Regions from separate parts of the Mus musculus genome. Here region 1 is linked to region 2. The links are chromatin contacts, called in public Hi-C maps. All regions are on one chromosome and are shown on one strand. The core of a region is the stretch at or near the end of the contact, and the rest is flanking DNA. Distances in the headings are between cores, read along the strand shown.

Region 1 (6,703 bases), core at 854-3,353, 560 kb after region 2:
TCCCACTACTGAGCCACACCCCCTTCCCCCAAGTCTTTACAGGCAATGAGCCTCTAAGGTTGGAGTATCCAGTGCTCTACTGACTTAGCTATCTCCCCAGGCTCATGGATACAGTGTGTCTGCCTGATTCCCCACTAGGTTTGTGATGGGGGTGATGTTCAGGGTGCCCCCCAGGTCTGGCCTACACCTCCTGGTGTGCTTTGGATAGCACAAGGTGTCTGAGCCACTGGGTAGCACAGCTTCAGCCTTTTCAAGGAAAAGAAGGCCCCTTGGAGGGAACGGAGTGGAAGGAAGTCCCCGGGGCTCCATATCATTAGCATCACCAACTCCAGAGAAAACATACTATTACTGGAAGCCTAGCTGGGCAGAGTGGGTGGAAGTGGCCATGTCAGAGGAAACCACACAAAGCCTGCCAAACCTCGGGGGGGGGGAGGGCTGGCTCATTGGGGTATTTACGGAAATGCTGGCCCTGAGGTCGCCCAGCTGCTGGGCTGGGATCCCCTGGGTATCCTCAGGACCCCAAGTGCCAGCTTGGCAGGAGCCATCAAAGGCTACAGCTGAGCCCTGTTTACCTTCATGGCCAGCCTGAGAGAGGATAGTGAGGGTCAAATGAGTGGAGAGGGGGACAGCACCCCTCCAGATCATCTGTGGGCATCCTTCTGCAGAGGTTGAACAGAGGGCCCAGGCCCTTACTAGATCCTCCTGGAAGGATGTCATTCCCTCAGAAGATACACACAAGAGGCGACTCTGGAGGCAAAGGGTTCAGATTCTGATTGTGTCTCCATTGACCATCTTAACTTTGTAAGGCTAATGCAACTTATTGATGCCTCAGTCTCCCCACCTCTGGATTGGGGACAGTGGTAACAGTACCTTTTATGGACACATCAACATAATTAAGTGATTTAATACTTCAGGTTGCCCAGAACCACCCGTGACTCTTATTAAGGACCCTAAAGTCTTTGCTGTAGAAATAGGCCTGAAATTGTGGAGAAGCTGAAGTTATGAGTGTGAATCAGGCTTAGATCCCATCTGGGGAGTTCAGTGCTATGCAGAGGCACTGTATGTATACTTTAGGGGCCATTACTCGTCCCCAGTCACAATAGCAGTTGGCTAGGGTACTATTTGCCTTTTCAGTCTCTGGAGGAACAGGAACAGACTGACCCCCTCGGGTCTACTCATTGCTCTTTTGGGGGTCCTGTCTAGATCACCCCACATCCATGGTTTTCATCTGGCTCTGGAATGAACAGACAAACACACATCACTTCTGAGCCCTGAGCATGCTGTAGGCCTGAGCCTTCTTGTTAGGGGCTCCTGGTCCAGGGCCTTCTCAGCCTCTACACAGAGGAGGGGTCAGTTATTTGCATACAGCATTCAGGGAAGGGGACACATGCCACAGTTAACTTTCTTGCAATGTTTGCATCCTGCCCACAGCACCTGCAGCCACTTTCTCAGGGGATGGGGTGGCAGTCCAACTGAGACCTGACCTTAGAGCTGCCTGCAAATGACTCCTAACCTCCCAGACTCTAAGAACCCACAGAGGTGGACCCAGCTACCCTGGGGGTCTCCACACAGGAGAGATCAACAGGAACAAACACTAGTGTGTGACTTCCATCTCTGGGCCTGTCTGCCTTCCTGAGCATAAGGGTGTGGGACTCTTGTGAGTAGCACTTCTCCAGGCTGGGACGTAGCTTAGTTAGTATCGTGCTTGCCTAGCAAACAGGAAGCCATGGGTTCAATTCCCAGCACTGCAAAAACTTGGTGAGAAAGCTCAATCCTGTTATCCCCGCACTTGAAAGGTGGAGACAGGGCAGACCAGACATTTAAGGCCACCTCAGCTACACAGCAATCTTGAGACCAGCCTGGGCTATGCTACATCTCAAGCCATTTTAAACATTGAGAGTTTCAGGGGGGGCGCTGTGTTCTGAGTGGAGAGAGTCTGGAGGCAGCCATGAGCGAGAAAATGGATCTCCCATCCCCCAACCAAGGACCCCAAGGCCCAAGCTGATGACTGGCCAGTGACTCAGCCACCCCATGACCAGAGCCCTCAGGGGCAGTTACTAACCAAGCCCTGCCCTCTCCCCAGCCAATGCTCCCTCAGCATAGCAGGGATGGGAACAATTAGGTCCAGGCCAGGCCACATGTTTACATGGTCCTCAGTTTGCTGACCACATATGACTCAGGAGTCAGAAGAGTCCTGGGAGGCTAAAGAGACAACCTGTGATGCCATCACCGGGGACTGGGCCTCACAGAGTTACCTGACATCACATAGGCAGGGACGGGAGTGGGGGGTCTGACAACTGCCGGAGAAAGTTTTCTACCTCTGCAAGCTGCCACGCAGTGTGCCCAAGGACTTGGCATCATTCCCACCCCAGCTACCAACATGATCCCCAGTTGACACTTGCCTGCACAGCTGCAGCTCCCCTCAGCTCCCCACCCCCATCATGGCTCCATCCAGATTCAACCCCACCACCTCCAGGCCTCGCTTCATCCTGCTCAGATCACCCCGCTGACACTACACTTGCTTCCAAATTCAGTGTCTCGTCCTCCAAGGCAGGCTCAGGTCTCCCTGCCTTCCTCCTTAGCATGCCCTACTAACTATGTGGAAATTGTCTCTGCTGGCCTCTGTCCCCTGACCCCATGGGCTCCCTGTGGACAGGGACCTGTTTTTCCTTCTTCTTTAACACCAAGGCATGGCTGGTACAGGCAGGGTTTTTAGAATGAATACATGGAAGATGGATGGATCGATGGATTAATGGGTGGATGAATATACAAATAGATGGACAGATGGGTCAGACAGACAGACATAAGTGGAAGAATGGACAGATGAGTGGTGTAGTAGACAGATAGTGGCACCTGTAGGGACCAAGCAGAGAAGTGTCTCCTTGGAGCTAGGGGTCTTCTGACAAAGGCAGGAGCTCTCAGGTGGAACAGGAATAACCTAGCCCACTGGTTTGGTCCCTGATCAGCTGGTCCCAGCTTAGCAAAGTATCCTGAATTCTGAGTTGTGCTGTGGGTCTCTGCTGAGGGCCTTCCTCCAAGCCCCTCTCTGGGTCAGAGATTTCCTTCTGGAAATAAGTGGTTTCTAGGTGTATAAAACATAGACCTCTGGGGCTAGAGGTGCTGGAAAGCAAGGAATTGCTTTTCACCCACTTTATGGATAAGGAAACTGAGGCCAAGAAAGTCAAAGGATTTGCCCAAAGGTGCACAAAGACAAAGCCAGGATTGGAGCCTGGCTTCTTCAGTTCACTGACATGTGAGAATTCTGGAATTTTTGGCTTCTTTAAAAACACAGACATATATTACAAGAATGTGCTTCCATTTTAATCCCAGGTTTGGGGATCTATGGCTGCTTCAGACAACCTGCGGCAGGTGACTATGATTTGCCTCGTGCTCTAGTAGAAGCGTGGTTTTGCCAGCTGCAGATAGTTTCTATGGTTGTGCGACATATGGAATTCTGGGCACTTTTCAGAGGGTATATAAATGCTGGGGCCTAATGGCGTTAGTGGTTGTTGGTTGTTTTGGGGAGGGGATGGTGGTTGTGGATTGTTAGTAGTTGTGCTTAAAGAGACGAAAGGAAAGAAATTAGATTCAGGGATCTCTCTCTCTCTCTCTCTCTCTCTCTCTCTCTCTCTCTCTCTCCTCCAATGATAGAGGGTGAAACTGGGAGGAGGGTAAAGGGTGGGAAAAGAAGACCCCACAAAGTAGCAAAGACTGGCTAGACACTGACTCATCTAGACACTTGCATGCTAGGCTTTCCCCAACATGCTTTGAATAAGTCCTGTACAGTTTCCAAAGCCCTGTCATGTGCCACCATGACCCTCAGCTTGCCAGCAGCTACATACTTGGTATCATCCTCTTGCCGTCCCCTTGCTCTGGGACCTCAGCTCACACAGGCATATGTGCTATGCTAGATGTGTGCCCCGGGACCACCACACTCCAGCCCTTCTGTGAGCGTATGTCACTTCCCACTTGCTCCCTGACAGCTCAACCTTCCGCCAACTGGTAAACCATCTAAGTCCACAGTTATCCCTGGGGGCCTGTCACACAGCACCTGGGACCACAGGGCCAGGATATTTGAATTCCTGCCTAGCCTGCAGAACATGTGGAAGGAAAGCCACAGAGGGACCTAACCTGTCCCTCCTATCATGACAGGGTAGTGGGAGGCATCCATTATGGAGATGCAGCCTCCAGTTGAGGGGTGGGAGCCCATTCCCCTTTCTGTGATCCACATAATATTGCTTAAGATGCAGACAAAGTCAGCATCAAAGGGCCAAACAGAATGTGCTGTCTGCAACAGGAGATTCTGTGAACAAATCAACAAGCTTGAGATCAAAAGAATTCATCAAAACAAGACCAAATTAATAGCAGACACACATGCCCGAGCAGGCTGACCAGAGGTACAACGTAGAGACAGGGCTGGAATGTGTGTCTCAGGGGCAGAGCACTTACCCACATCCCTGGGTTCCAACCTCAGCATCCCGCTCCCAACCAGGTAAAAGAAAATAAACAGCAAAATGGTAGCAATAACCTGGACCTAGAAGTTAAGTAATTTAAGGCCACCGTGAACCAGTGATATAGTTGTACATCTGAAAACCTAAAACCTGAGGAAACAAGCAATTTTTAGAGAGGTATAAGGAACCTAAAGAGGGGACAATGACCCTGTAGGTACTGGATGCAAGCGTGAGAACCTGAATTTGAATCCTCAAACCTCATATAATAACGCTGAGTCTGGCAGTACACACCTATAATGCCAGACCTGGAAGGCAGAGACAGGAGGATCCTGGCCTAGCGAAGCATCAACTGTATGTTCAGAGAGAGATCCTGTCTCAAAAAAAAGGTGGAGAGCCACAGAGGAGGAAACTCAACCTTGACCTGCGGCCTCCTCACCTGTACCCCCTGGTGTGCAAGTCTGCTCTCATGCACACAGACACGCAAACACTGACATGCCAAAAGATCGGCCCAAGGACTAGTGGAGAATTGAAGTTGAAGCATTATATTTCCAGATCTGATGGCAGTCAAGACCTTCCCAGCCTCAACTCAGCAGCTCCAGGGCTCTGATGGTAAATCCCTGCTGAACTGCAGGAGACAGTCCCTATGTTGTACAGGTTACAAGGGAGACGGGGAAAGAGAGGGGAACCTGTCAAGTGAGCTATTTGATAAATGTCCGCCGTTACAAAAGCTAGATAAGGCAGCCCATGAAAGAACGTTACAGGCCCATTTCATTTATGAACAGATGGAGACACTAAATAAAATACTGGCTGAATCCAGCAAGGTTAAAATAATCACATTCCCTCGCTATCAGGAAGTTTATCCCAGAGAAAACACCAACCACAGAGAACTCGCCAGCATATTTGCCTCAGAGGATCAAGGGAGGAAAATAGCCCAGTGTTCATGACGCCTGGAGCAGACTCGGCTCTTGGATGAGGTCCTCGGTCTTCAGGGAAAAGAAGAACTTTAATCTCACAGAGCTTTTCATAACCAAAAGCTGCATCTATGTATGTTCTGAAGGACCCGGAAAAGGCGAGAAGAGCAGACACTGCTGCTGTGGTCTGAGGCCTGGAGCCAGACAGCAAGGCCAGTAAAGATGCCATTCTAGCAGGAGAGAGACAAGGTTAGACAAATCAACAGGCAGGGATGGAGTATGGAATAGCAATGAGTGGGACTGAGCATGGCTTCCAGGTATGCAGACACCACCACCACCACCAACAACAAAATGGTGTTTTTACATCAACAGTAACTAACCAGGAATACTCAAACTCATGTCAGCTCAAATAGGAGGGTCTATGGGACTATATACATATATACATATTAAAGACACTGGTTACATATTAATACATATGTATATATATGGACATATTATTGCCCCCTTAATTATGTACATTAAATCTATAAGGAGTATCCAGGACACATATGTAGCTCTAGGCACCATAAGGGATACATCCTCTCCTTTTTGTCTATGAGTCAGGGTCTTTCTATATAACTCAAGCTAAACTTAAACTCATTATCCTCCTGCCTCAGCCTTAAAGATACAGGGATGACATGCATGCTTGCCCTTGCCTGGCTCCAATCTCCTTCTTTTATGCCTCCCTCTGTATATGAGACCTGTCTTCAAGGTACCTCCATGGTACAAGGCAGCCACGAACATCACTATCCCACCTTTGACCAGAAGCAGAGGAAGAAAGGAGTGTCAGAGTGACAAAAAGAAAGGCCTTCCCTTTAGGGACCAGTCTCAGAATTTGCACCCAATGCTTTTGCGTAACTCACAACAGGAAGCTAGCCACATAGCCTTGCCTGGCTGCCAAGCTGAGCACATCACTGTCTTACACAAACTCAGGTCTTGGAGATAGTGGCAGGAGATAGACAATTATCAGTGTGGACGTTGTGTAGGTCTGTCTGAGAGAGTTTCCGTGCGGCCATGGAGCGGGTGAGCACCCAAGACAGGGTGTCAAGTCTGGCTCAGAGTTGACTGCGTACCAACAGCCGTCCATTCACCACTTCAGCGTGCCAGCCCCAAAACTCAGCGGCGTCTCACTCCACACCTGCCTGATTCAGGTCCTGTGTGCCGTACCTCTGCCCACGCTACCTAACCAAATGACTGCGGTCTGCCTTTCCAGTCTCGCTGGTGTCATGCCTGCGTGTGGCATAGTCTAGTCTCGATAAACATAGAAAGGATCAAGCAGGGAACTACAGACAGCAAGGACCC
Region 2 (6,856 bases), core at 2,558-5,057:
TGGAACTGGTCTGTCACCACTCCCAGCTCCTTCTGATGTCCAAAGCCAGGCACAGGACAAGTATAGATTCAAGCAATGGGAACAAGATGTCAGCTCTTGGAAAGGGGGACTGTAAAATACTGCAGCCCTTTTGCAAATGGCTGTGTGGGAAGCAGAGAATCTGAAGCTTATGCTGACCTTGTTAATGAATTAACTCAGCCTCCTCAGGATGCTGGGCCTCTGGTCTGTCTTTAATGGCAAGGGATGGCCAGGAATTTCCCTCTCTTTTCTCTGGAGCCTGTATTTGAACACACTCACATGTGCACGCGTGAACACACACACACACTTTCTTTCACAAGGTGTTGTCTTATCAGCTGTAGGAATTGTACTGCCCCAGTTAATGTAGAACCCATGTGAGCATGAGAAAATGAAGGTCTCAGAAACTAGAAGATGTGATATATCTTGTAAGTATGTTTACATCCCAGGTTCAGCCAAACAGCAAGGTTCACTGGGCACCTTGTGATTCAGAGACCCTGGATCTGAGCCGGAAGCCATTTCTAGCAAGCACGAGCTTCTAATATGTTCCAAGCAGCAGTCTTAGGACGCGGCCTAATAGCCATCAGTTCTCTCCTGGCTGAGAGCAGACCCACAGCTCTAGGGATCTGTATGTCCCAGAGCTATAGGGATCTGTACATCCAGGCTGTGTGATCTGGGAAGAAGGCTAGAGCTCTCTCAGACCTGGACTCTGTTCCTAGCGCTTCTGTGCCCAATATGGGCCAGATGTCTCTCTCTATGCAAGGGATGTTAGCTTCCTCCTAACAGAAAGAGTGACACCTGCCTGTTGGGATCCTGGGAGAAGCAAATGAGACAGGGATATGGGTTCTGTTGACACCGTATCAGAGTCCCTTCAACAGTCTAAGGTATCCAGGTCCAGCTGCGGTGGCCGTTCACCACTGACTTATCTAGAAAATTGGCCTCTGACAAATGGGTCACTGCAGATGGCACACACACACACCGCCCCCGCACCCATGTAACTCCCACGGAGGCTGAGTCCTGGGCCAGGCTGCAACCTGCTCTTTTTCTTATCCTCTAAGCTCCTTTCTGTACTGAATCTCTCAGAGAAGTCTCATCTCAGGCTGATTTTGGGTAAATCTAAACTAAGAGCCTACGCAAAACACCAGTGTTCAGAGAAACCAGCCATGACTTATTTCTATTGTCTTATTCCTGTAAATAATGTTCTGGTTACACAAGATGCGCATCTGGTCAACTCTGTATCAATGCAAACATCGCTTCCTCTGTGGGAATCCCCTAGACATCTTGGCCCAACAAATAATGTCTGTCCCTTCCAGGTACTGCAAATGCTAGTGTGTCATGGTGCCTTTCTGACTGTGGGTAGTTTTCTGATTTTATGGCTGTGAATAAGATTTATACAAACGTTTTCAGGGTTTTTCCTAAAATTTTGTGTGCGCGCTCGAGTGCTCACGCATGCACGCGTATGTGTATACATGCGTCTGAGAAGGGGTTGGGGGGCAGACAAATGGGTTGAGACTGATGACATGAGGTTTGCTAAAGCTCTCAGTAGCAGGAGTGGACACAGGGAGATTGAGGTTGGGTATGCTTTAGGCAAATGAAGGATCCAAGATTATACTACAGGCAGAAGAAATGGAGACACGTAGGTGGTCTGAGATGTGATTTTGTAAATCAAGCTATCTGATTTTGAGACTACTAGATGTAGAGAAAGAAGGGAGGAAGAGAGATGGGCAACTCCCAGAATGTAGTGTGGCTGTGCCATCTTCTGCTTTGGGGAAGGGCAGGCTTGATGAGATGGGACTTGGTCATTTGACATTTGAGAGGCCCATTTAAAAGCAGTTAGATGGCTGTCCAAGTCAGGAGCCATTATGTAAAATTGTGACTTCTGGGCTTGTGGATCAAAGCCCTGGGAGGATAAATGAAACGTAAGATAAGAGAGCGCCAAGTAATGATCCCCCTGCCATTTTTTTGTTCTGTTTTGACATAGAATCTTTCTATGTCCTTCCATAGAGCCTTAGAAGCCACAGGCAGAGTGTTCTAAGGACAGAAGGTTAGGGAAAGATGGTGTTGGATCCACAGCCCCTTTCCTGTCCAGAGATGATAAAATTAAAATCGGGCAGAGCAGCACAGAACTCTAGAGATAGAGGCAAGAGGATTCTACGTTCAAGGTCGTAGTCAGCTGAATAGCGAGTTCAAGGTCAGCCTGGGCGACACAAAAGTGTCTTTAAAAAAAATTAAAGGCAAGGTTTCTAATCAATTAAAGCTTTAAATGGGCTGAGAAATCAGAAGTGAACCAATAAGTGTACCTTTACTACACGTTCCTGTTGGCAGGAAGATGCTTCTAGTGGAAGCTTTAGAAGAAAAGGTTTAAAAACTAGACCACACCCTAACTTGAAATGGCGTTTGCAATACCAGAACACCAGAGAGGAGATGCAGGTGGGAAACTGGGCACGGATACTCGAAGTTGAGGACCAACTTCCTTAGTACATAAGACTTACGAGAAATCAATTCAAACCCACAGTGGAGAAGGGAAGGAGATCCGAGCCAACCATTTACCGAAAGAAAATACACAAAAGAAAAACTAAAGCTGCTATTTTTTTTTTTTTCATCTATCTGGCTGACAACAAATCCCAAGGCTTGATGACGCACATTCCCTCAAAGTCCTTCAGGAAAACACATTTTATACATTGTTGTGGAGAGTGTAGACTGGTCCTCATAGCTTTTTATTGGAAGCCTCCTTCCAGTAGGGGGCAGTGGTGGATGCCCAGAATAGGGAAAAAGGCAGAAACTTGGATCTCAAGTTTTTGCCTCATTCAGTTCCCTTTGCCTATATTGTTTTCTTGCTGAGCCTCAGTTTCCCCATTAATAATCAGGAGAGGGTGTTGCATTTGTCCCCTCCCTGCTACGCACACAAAATGGAGTAGAGAAATGACTTGGCAGTTAAAAACCCTTGGTTGCTCTTGCTGAGGATCTCGGGTTCAAGTCCCAGCACCTATGAGGCGGCTCACAACCATCTGTAACTCCAGTTGCAGGGGATTTGATGTCCTTGCCTTCTTATGACAAGGGCACCAGGCACGCATGTGGTGTAAAGCCATACGTGACAGCAAAATATTCACACACACTAAATTAAAAATAATTGATGGGCTTTAACATTTGCTGTGAGCTTCCCAGGGCTTAGGCACTGGAGTCAAAGGTCTGCTTCACACCACACAGCCTTCGTTAGTTAGGCACAGCTGTCCCCCATCTAACAGGTGAGGAAAACGCCTCAGTGGTTGAGGTTTTGTGAAACCAAACCACTTCCCAGTAAATGTACGGGTGGGTAGGCAGGAGGCCTTGCCGCCAGGGTTGAAATCTGAGGCTGTACGCTTAGTCACTCTGGCTTCCGAGTCTGTGTACATTGCAAAGGGCAAAGATGACATGGCTCTTATTGCTTTAATTAAAACTGGGGTGAAGGCTCGAGATTCAGATTAAAATGAAATTGTGTTTCGCCCGCTGCGGTGCTGAGAAGGCAACGGCAGCGATTACGCCCGAGATTACAAACAATCAAAGAGAAAAGGGCTTTTGCAACCATTTCCTGTTGAAGCCACAAGCATCACACTTTAAAAATAATTACGGCTGTGTTATTGGAACATGATTCATGAATTCTGAATAAATATGAGGGGCCTGAAAGGAGAAAAAAAACGGCTTCAAGACCATAGATTTGCTTTGGATCTGATGAAATTTAATGTCATCTCCCAGCTGGAGAGTAAAATGCAGGGAGGAAATAAAACCCCACCCTATGTACAGGGAGAAAATGGAGTGTGTCACGGGGAGCTGATGTGCACACACCCTTCCGAAGCACGGGCTCAGAAAAATGCACGAGTCTCCCAGGCTTCACTGAAGAAAACTGCAGAGAGCTGGTGCTTACATCTCTCCAGTCTTAATTTTGCATTCTGGTGGCTAAAAATACATTTACGTTAAAGCTCTAGATTCCTGCCTGTGTGAGATGTTTCGATAGGAGACATTAGGGGACGTGCTTAGTGGAGGAACTTGGGCGGTATTCATCTCAGCTCCCCATCATAAAGGTATTTCTCATACAATGCAGTCAGTGTTTACAGCCTATAGTTTGTTTCCTTCCAACTATTATGAGCAAAATTGAATCCCAGGGAACATTCACCCTTTCAAAATGGGGTGGGAACGATAAGAGGAGGTGGGGTGGGGTGGGGGAGGGGCTGGCAGTGTGTTGGTAATGTAATTTCAAGGGTTTTCATAAAAATGGAGCCCCTCCCCCTCTCCCAGCCCATCTCAAAATGACTATGCCCTGTAGGGCTTGGCTTTATACTGGAGGAGAGTCAAAGAGCCCCTGGATTTACGTATGTGCTCATTGCAGTGTGCGAGCTTACCCTATGAACAAGAGAAACATGGCCACACATAGCGACCACCTAGAATGGCATTGGGCTCTAAGCTTCTGAAGGCTCGGGAGCCTGAATCTAGTGTCTGTGTAGCCTCTCGCTCTGTGCCATGGGGTGGGTGGTTTGCTCTCTCCCTAATCTTCTATATCTGTGAGTGGGCACCTCTGAGGAACTTTCCAGGTTATCTCTTGTCACCTGGATATTTTCCTCCTCTACCACGTGCCCAGGAATACCCAGAAGGGACAATGTCTGCCCATACTGCTAGCGAGTCCTTTGCTATCTGGTTAAGTCACACCAATTCAGAAGAGACCCGGAGATGAGGTCATCAGTCAGTGGCTTTGAGACTATTGTCAAATCAACTGAGACTGCAGTAAGGAAATGTCGGTGAGACGGGCTCATCGGGGTGCTAACATGAAAAGTGTGGGCTTTGAAAATGTAACCAGCTCTTCCAAGACTCCATGGCATCTTTAAGACATCCCTCAGAGGGATGTGGGTAAGAGTAACTAAGATGCATTGGTACCCAGAGAGCATATTCCTGTGTCTGGCACACAGCGCACAGTAGCTAGAGAAGTGTTAGTCAGGTTCCCATGCTGCTGAGGTTGCGTCTGCCCCGGATGTGTCCGGATCAGGCATCAGAAAGATGAGCCAAGGGAGCGCACTTACTCGGTGAAAATCAGATTAGGGTAGGCGTTGAAATTAGAAAGATTTTCGTGAAATTATCTTGCTTTCAAATGTGCCAAGAAAGTCCCTAGAAAAATCACAAACCTAGTGAAGGATGCCTCCTGATCTTTTCTAGCCCATTGGAGATACGAATCCCTTCCTACCCAGCATCCTCTGCCACGTGATCGCAGCTCACAAGGGCACTTATAGTGGTTCTGCCTTCCATACGTTCCAAGTCTGAGGCTCTGATGGGAAGGAAGGCCCAGGAGTGAGGTTGTGCCTCAGCCAGGCCTGGCCTTACCTTCCTGTCAGTTCCTCAGGAAGGGTAGAGCCTGGTGGGCAGTCTATCCCTTGTGCTCCGGTGGCTTCCCAGTTCTGCACATGTGACCGTGACTGGATTCATTGACCTCTCTTGGTCTCACTTTCTACTGTAAAATGGGAGTGTTAATATCTAGCTTGTAGAGTAGTTAAAGAGACCCACAAAGCAAAGTGGGGTAACTGTGTGCCCACAGTGAGCCCTCTCCTCAGAGAAAGCTAATTTACAGTTTCGACATGAGCAGCAGTGAGGGAGGCAGGGGAGTGTTTGCTCCTCTTTTATGGATGTTTTTGCTAGGACTGTGGCATGGTGACTTATCAAAGCTTATGTTCGGGGTAAACAGAAGTTCAACTCTGAGACCCTTTAGCCAGAATAGTGCCCCAGGCTGCAGAAATACATCTTTTTGCTTCATGGCAAAATCTATGTTTATAAACACCTATGGGCACCTAGCTTGGTGTGAGGAAGTTGGCTTGTAGGACTGGGAAGTTGGGGAACTAGAGAGCTAGGACACTAGGGTGTGGGTCCTACAGAGGAGGCTAAAGCATACTGGGAAGGATGAGGGTGCTCCCCAAACTGGAAAGGATGAGGCAGGTGGTCTGAGAGGCAGTTCTACTTTGCATCTTTCCCATAATAAATGGACTCTGAGGAGCCTGGAGAGGCTCAGGGGCTTTGAGACTTGGCTCTGCCTTACTCTCAACCATCCACTGCGCTGAGACCAGGGTACTGGATACATCTGTGTCATGAGTGACCATTGAGTAGTTTTATCCTTACCCCCAGTAAGCAGTTATTGCAGGACACAACAGTGACATAGCCAAGAAAGGCAGCAGGGACATTTTAAAGTTTATAAATTCCTGTGTATGTGCGCGCGCGCGCACACACACACACACACACACACACACACACACCACAAGTAGAGAAAAGTCAGAAAGTACTGTATTAACACTGGAGGACCCGGTTTACTTAGCCAGTGCTGTGTCAGCTGGTACAACCACTTTAGAAAACCATTTCTCAGTATCAGTGGCTGAAAGTGCAGCCCCATGGGCCAGCATCAGCTCCATGAGTGCATCCGTGAGGTCACCAAAAGGCACATCAAGAATGTCCAGGGCAACGTTTCTCATAAAGGCACAAAGGTGATTAGGCTTGGTGGTACATGGCTGAAATCCCAGCTACTTGGGTGACTGAGGCAGGAGGATAGAAAGCTCAAGGCCAGCCTGGGCATTTTTAAAGAGGAGGTGAGGCTAGGCTGAGAAGGACGAAGGAGTCCTTGTGAGTGGCTGCCACGCAGGAAGTTTTGCTTTGCGACATGAAGTAGCTGTTGTTAAAAGGCCTCCAAGAAAATGTAACTTGAAGGTTCCATCAATCACAAAATCAGAATTAGAAAAGGGTAGAGGGATACTGCTTTGTGAGAGATGACACCCATCTGGCGTGCAGGAGACCCTGGGCTCAGTCCCAGGCAATGTAAAATAAAGAAATAAATAAA

Evidence for each region. Hi-C and Micro-C count contacts between places; a contact is called where the count stands out from the background.
Region 1: a Hi-C map of myocytes shows a contact between it and region 2, with 3 times the contacts expected there. The contact joins two enhancer-like sites.

The regions. Positions count from the first base shown.
Region 1 is chr2:163,812,873-163,819,575 of GRCm38.p6, forward strand. No RefSeq gene overlaps it. Among named protein-coding and RNA genes, the nearest start is that of Ccn5, 4.6 kb to the right of the region's middle. Within about 2 kb of position 2,104, at least 69 of the 459 cell types and tissues checked have an H3K27ac peak or open chromatin away from gene starts, as enhancers often do. A contact at or near this core is called in myocytes, where this site is marked.
Region 2 is chr2:163,250,079-163,256,934 of GRCm38.p6, forward strand. The region is part of intron 2 of Tox2 (TOX high mobility group box family member 2); the gene reads left to right. Among named protein-coding and RNA genes, the nearest start is that of Tox2, 50 kb to the left of the region's middle. Within about 2 kb of position 3,808, at least 84 of the 459 cell types and tissues checked have an H3K27ac peak or open chromatin away from gene starts, as enhancers often do. A contact at or near this core is called in myocytes, where this site is marked.